2 separate regions of the Sus scrofa genome follow, and region 2 is linked to region 1. The links are chromatin contacts, called in public HiChIP or PLAC-seq maps. All regions are on one chromosome and are shown on one strand. Each heading gives the region's core, a stretch centred on a gene start, on an enhancer-like site or on the middle of the called end of the contact. The rest is flanking DNA. Distances are from core to core; before and after follow the strand shown.

Region 1 (2,864 bases), core at 68-2,567:
CCTTGAAGATCTCAGACGCCCTGATCAAGCGTGTCCAGGTATCCCAGGAACAGTGGGTCAAAGGCGCCCTGGAGCCCAAAGTGTCTGCGGAGTTTGAGCTGACCTTGGACAGCGAGCCACTGCTGCAGGCCATCCACCAGCTGGACTTCATCCAGATGAAATGTAGGGGTGAGCCGTGGTTGGCCCAGTTCAGTCGGTGCCTCTTCCGGAAGAGGCATCGACTCTGCGGGGCAGCTTAGTGCCATCGCAAGACTTGTAACCCTGGTGTGAGGCTGAGGGAGAGGGAGGGACCTGTGTCACAAACCTGGGGTTGGGTCCCAGCTGGGCTGCCCTCCAGTCAGGTGACCTGGGACGGGTGGCACCCTGCCTGAGCCAGACTGTTCCTCTTTGTGACAGAGGACAGTTTGTGCTTTCAGAGATACCTGTCGAGTTGTCTACTGTGTGCTCGGCACCGTCCTAGGTGCTCAGGACACAGCCCTGAACAACTCTGCAGCCTCCCTTCCAAGCCTGAGCTGAGGTACTAGAGAAGGAATAGACAGGAGTTCCCATTGTGGCTAAGTGGTTAACAAACCCGTATCTATGAGGACACAGGTTCGATCCCTGACTTTGCTCTGTGGGTTAAGGATCTGGAGTTACTGTGAGCTGTGGTGTAGACTGGCAGCTGCAGCACTGATTGGATCCCTAAACTGGGAACCTCCATATGCTGCAGGTATGGCCCTAAAAAGACAAAGAAAAAGGGAGGGAATAGGCAGCATGCAAACACATCTATATACCATGCAACTGATGGCATATGGTGACCTGATGGCGGCAAGTTTGACAAACAAGGTGCTTTTTGAGAGGGACTTGGGTAGACACACGGGAGGTGGTATTTTGTGGTGAGGAGGAGAGCTATGCAAAGCAAGGGAAGAACATCCCAGGAGGCAGGGGGATGGCAAGAGCAAAGGCCCTAAGGCAGGAATAAGTTTTCTTCATTCCTCAAAGTGCAATAAAGTCAGAGGGGAGAACACAATGAAAGCAGGAGCAGGAGTTCCCGTTGTGGCACAGCGGAAATGACTCCAACTAGGAACCATGAGGTTGCAGGTTAGATCTCTGTCCCTGCTCAGTGGGTTAAGGATCTGGCATTGCTGTGGCTATGGCGTAGGCTGGTGGCTACAGCTCTGATTAGACCCCTAGCCTGGGAACCTCCATATGCCGCGGGTGTGGCCGTAGAAAAGACAAAAAAAAAAAAAAAAAAGCAGGAGCAGCCAGTAGAGTTGAGTTCAGAGAGCCATGGGAGACTCAGTTAAGTAAAGTTTGCATAACTCTGGGTTACAAAATGAGCAAGCAAGGTCATTCTGCCTACGCCACAGCAATGCCGGATCTGAGCCGCGTCTGTGACGTGCATCACAGCTGATGGCAATGCCGGATCCTTAACCCACTGAACAAGGCCAAGGATCAAACCCAAGTCCTCATGGATCCTAGCTGGGTTCATTACCGCTGAGCCACAAGGAACTCCAGCTCTTTGGGTTTTTGTTGTATTTATTTTTTTTATTTTTATCTTGGCCATGCTCATGCCATGCAGAAGTTCCCAGACCAAGGATCGAAACCAGGCCACAGCTCTAACAAACACAGCAGTGACAATGCCAGATCCACTAGACCACCAAGGAACTCCTTTTTGATTTTTTAAAATTAGAATATCAAAGGGCAGAGTATCGCATCTACAGAATCTGTGAATTCAGGAAAAATCTTACTCGCAAAATATGTGACCGTTTTAAAATCCCAAACAGCAAGTCTCTTTTTGTGTGCCTTTGTGCTCACTCCCACACTCTGCACCTTGGGTGAGGTTTGGAAATGCCATCTACCCCAGGTGTCAATGAGACGTGGCGCTGGAAGCCGGAGGAGCCTGGCAGAGGTGGGGCACTCGGGAAAGGAGGCAACTTGGAGCTAGTCCAGGTGCCGCTCCAGACGGGATGGGGTAGTGGGATCCACAGGGGGTGTAGGGGAGCAAGCAGCAGAGCCCAGGGATGGAGAGAGGAGCCTTCCTCACCAGTAACCCGAGGTCCGGGAGGAGCAGGCTGCGCCGAGCCAGCCCCGAGACCACGTCTGCAACAGCACGGGTTTATACCCAACCAAACTTCAACTGAAATGTGGAATATTTGCCCTAATATTGGGACGCAAATCAAAATTTGTAGTCTTTACAAAACTAATGTTGCAATTTTCCCTTTGAAAAATGTCAGAGTGGGCTATTTGTATTTCTAAAATCTCTTGAGCCTGAATATAGCTGGAGAATAAAAACATTCTCCAATCTCCCCTCAATAGAACTTATGATTCTGATACATTTGATTCAAAGCCCCAATTCCGTGGGTTGACACTCTGATACTCTATTGCCTCTCCTTCAGGGATCCAGTTCCCTGGGCTTTAACGTGCTCCCAGCCAAAGGTTTAAAGCTGTCTTTGCATTTTGCCACCACCCCCCAGCAGTACCTTCCCAGCCCCAGGAAAGCTGCAGGCTGGCCCTTGGGGAGGGTGTGTGGACACCCTGCTATGCTGGGAGGCACCTGGGATCCAGCTCTGCCAAAAGACCTCCTGAGCTCCTTGTGGGGCTAAGAGTCAAAACCCGTGTTTCTCACTGAGTGGGTGAGGTACGGACCCCTCTTCCTTAGGGCTGCAGATCAGAGAGGTGATGGCACCTGCCTCTCCTCTCCTCCTGCCCATCCCCAGGTTCCAGGACCCCCTCTAGGGTTGAGAAGCACAGTCACCCCAGCATGCCTGGAGATGGAGGCTTCGGGGCTGAACTGTGCACATGAGCAGCTGGGAGTGACCACAGGGGGCCACCTTTCCTTCTGGGTTGGGGCTGGAGTCCCCTTGTGTCCCTCTGCCCTGCGG
Region 2 (2,897 bases), core at 347-2,846, 130 kb before region 1:
TTATGCTGCTACTAGCCACCGCCTACTACAAAATACAGAAGTCACATAGCCCTCCATGAGCAAGACTTCCTCAAGGAAGTCAGATTGTGCTAAAAGGAAATCAGAGTGTGCTAATCTTGCCATCTCATCTCAACCAAAAAATACTTATTGTCCTTCCAGGTACACAATGCTAGACTGCTGAGAGGCCATAAAAGCAACCAGCCAGCTCCTTAAGAAGACCCAGACGTTTCAAAAGCAGGCCTTAAGGGAACTCGCGGAGGGCAGGAAGAAAGGGAAAGGGGAGGGAATTAAAGGGTTAAAAAGAACTACGGAACTCATAAACAAAAAAAGTACCTTGCCCCTGAGGAATCTGCCATGAGTTATTAAATTGAGGCCAAAAGCGCCCAATCTTAATGAATGAGCTGGCCCAGTTCCAATACACACACAGCTCTGATACACATGGGCAGGGTGCCCCAGGGCACTTTTTACGCCCTGGGAAACACCTGACAGATCACAGGTCAATCTTAAACAACTAGAAGCAAGATGTCAATGAGCAGATCCAATGGGCTTGCTCTTTTGCTCCCTTCTTTTTCCAGGTATCAAATTTTTAGACTCTGTGTTTAACACAAGACGTCAACCGGGAGGGGCGGATATCTCGTTTCCAGGCCTAAGATGGGCCAGGCATCACGGCTCTGGACGCGGGTCCGGTCCTCCTGGTCTGTCGGTACTTCCCTAGGCTCCCACAGCCCCCGTGGGGGCCGGGGGCTGCCCTGGAACACCTGCCATCTCCTCCTCCACCCTTTCAACAGTTATGAGGACTGCGGAGAGGCCGCCCTGGCCTCGGGAGCATGCTGTCAGCTCTTTCACTATTCACCGCCCTTCCCAAGGCTGCCTCGGCAGAGGGGCGCACAGCGGCGTGGGTGTGAGCGGTGGGAAGCGGCCCCGGCGTGACACCTCGCGGAGCCGTCTCCCGCGGGGGCACACGCCGCGGCTGGCGGCAGCGAGACCTGGGCGGCCAGCAACATCGGCCCCGGGGCCCGCAGCCCCCAAGGCCCCGCCACCCGGCGCTCCGCTGCGACCCGGACGCCCGCCCGCCGCCGCCGCCCACTCACCGCCGCACTCGGCCGAGTACTGGTCCCCCCAGTCCCCGGACTGCGGGCTGCAGCCGCCGCCCGCCGGGGCCTCCTGCTGCTGCCGGTGCTGCAGCTCCTGCTTGAGCAGGGACAGCGGCGAGTAGTGCTCGGTGGCCAGGGCGCCCGGCCGCGGCCCAGCGGACAGTACCCCCAGCAGCAGCAGCACCGGGACGCGCCGGGCGGCGCCCGCGGCGGCCACAGCGCCGCCCCAGCAGCCGCAGCAGCCGCAGCCGGCAGGTGCCATCTTCCCTCAGGGCGCATGTGCGGCGTCCCTCGCCGCGCGCTGCGGCCTCCCAGCCCTTACCCGAGGCGGGCAGGTGGGCCTTGGCAGGGGGGCTGAAGAAAGAGAGTGGCGGTGCCTGCTGGGAGTTGTAGTCCCATATAGGCCAGTCTGGGTCCCCCTGTCTGGGGCCGGGACTGCGAATCCCATCAAGCACTGCGCGCGCAAGGCTTCCGGTCTGGCGTCTGACGTCTGCCCCGCCACTGAATCGGAAGTTCTGGGCTGCAGTTGCGTGGAAATGGGCACTGGTGGGCGGAGTGGGCTTCGGCCAGGCAAGGGGAACGCAGAAGGGGTGACAGCGGGAAAGGGGAAGGCGGATGGGGTGGCAGTGACTCCTACTGCTGCCTCAGCCTCCTGCCAGTACAGGTGTATCGAATGCAACCAGGAGGCCAAGGAGTTGTACCGAGACTATAACCACGGCGTGCTGAAGATAACCATCTGTGTGAGTTGTCAGCTGTGGGGTTCCTTGGGGAAAAAATGGCGCAGTGAGATTTGGGGAGCGTGAGCGACCATGGAATCTGTATCAGCTGTTCAGGGTGATAAAATGTAAAAAATCAACAGTTTCAGGGTCTTCTAATACAGACTAAATTTTGACGCTCGACCTTCCCCGTCGAATGTTTGCCTGAATACCTAGAGTAGTAGAGAAGTCACACCCCACAGTGCTTTTCTCAGATCCGTCACGTTTGCTGACGGATCCTCGGACCTGATGGATGCAGGCGCTGTGCCGAGAAATTTAAAGGTCAGATTAGGTTGACGGTAAAGCTATTTCATTCTTAGTTGTTTTCCCTCTGATAGACAGATGTTGCCATCTTTGCGCTTCATAACCTATGGCGAATTCTCTAGATATTTTTTCAGGTTTCATCCATTGTGGTTATGGAATGGACAGCATTGTGTATAAAGCACTGTGCTAGACGTTGGTGATACAAAAACCAAAAATGAGGAAGTAAAAGTTCTGCTTTCAAAGTGTTCATAGTCTCTTTATAGGGAATGGTCCTTTGTTTTAAAAGTCATAAAATTGGGAGTTCCCGTCGTAGCTCAGCGGTTAACGAACCCGACAAGCACATATAAGAACACGGGTTCGATCCCTGGCCTCACTCAGTGGGTTAAGGATCCGGCGTCGACATGAGCTATGAGCTGTGGTGTAGTTCGCAGACCTGGCTGGGATCCTGCCTTGCTGTGCCTCTGGCGTAAGCCGTCGGCTACAGCTCCGATTGGACCCCTAGCTTGGGAACCTCCATATGCCCTGGATGCTGCCCTAAAAAGACAAAAAGACCAAAAAAAAAAAAAAAAAAAAGGTCATAAAATTGGAAGTTCTTTGGGGGCCATTAGCAAAGAGTCTGTCACATTATGGGTAGTCACTATGTTTTTCTCCCATTTCCGATCCCATTTCTATTAATCTTCATTCCAAAAACACAGCACATAGTAATTTACCAGGGAGCAGACAGTATGAATATGTACCAGTTTCTGACTGTCAGACATGGTAATCACTCTGGTGCATGCGATCC

The links. HiChIP or PLAC-seq counts read pairs in DNA pulled down with a chosen protein or histone mark.
Region 2: an H3K27ac HiChIP or PLAC-seq map of alveolar macrophages shows a contact between it and region 1. The contact joins the promoter of ARV1 here to the enhancer-like site in region 1. A contact is called at or near these places in 1 of 5 promoter capture datasets (liver), 4 of 47 Hi-C or Micro-C datasets (brain, embryonic fibroblasts, retroperitoneal adipose tissue and 1 more) and 1 of 2 datasets of contacts at active chromatin or transcription factors (alveolar macrophages).

The regions. Positions count from the first base shown.
Region 1 is chr14:59,274,099-59,276,962 of Sscrofa11.1, reverse strand. It overlaps TRIM67 (tripartite motif-containing protein 67), which reads left to right. Exons shown (of 10, transcript XM_021072335.1): 5 at 9-162. Among named protein-coding and RNA genes, the nearest start is that of TRIM67, 28 kb to the left of the region's middle. Within about 2 kb of position 1,317, at least 2 of the 83 cell types and tissues checked have an H3K27ac peak or open chromatin away from gene starts, as enhancers often do. A contact at or near this core is called in alveolar macrophages, where this site is marked.
Region 2 is chr14:59,407,692-59,410,588 of Sscrofa11.1, reverse strand. ARV1 (ARV1 homolog, fatty acid homeostasis modulator) reads left to right here and starts at 1,596. Exons shown (of 6, transcript NM_001243293.1): 1 at 1,596-1,834. The coding sequence starts at 1,631. It overlaps TTC13 (tetratricopeptide repeat protein 13), which reads right to left and starts at 1,461. Exons shown (of 21, transcript XM_001926644.5): 1 at 1,092-1,461. The coding sequence starts at 1,356.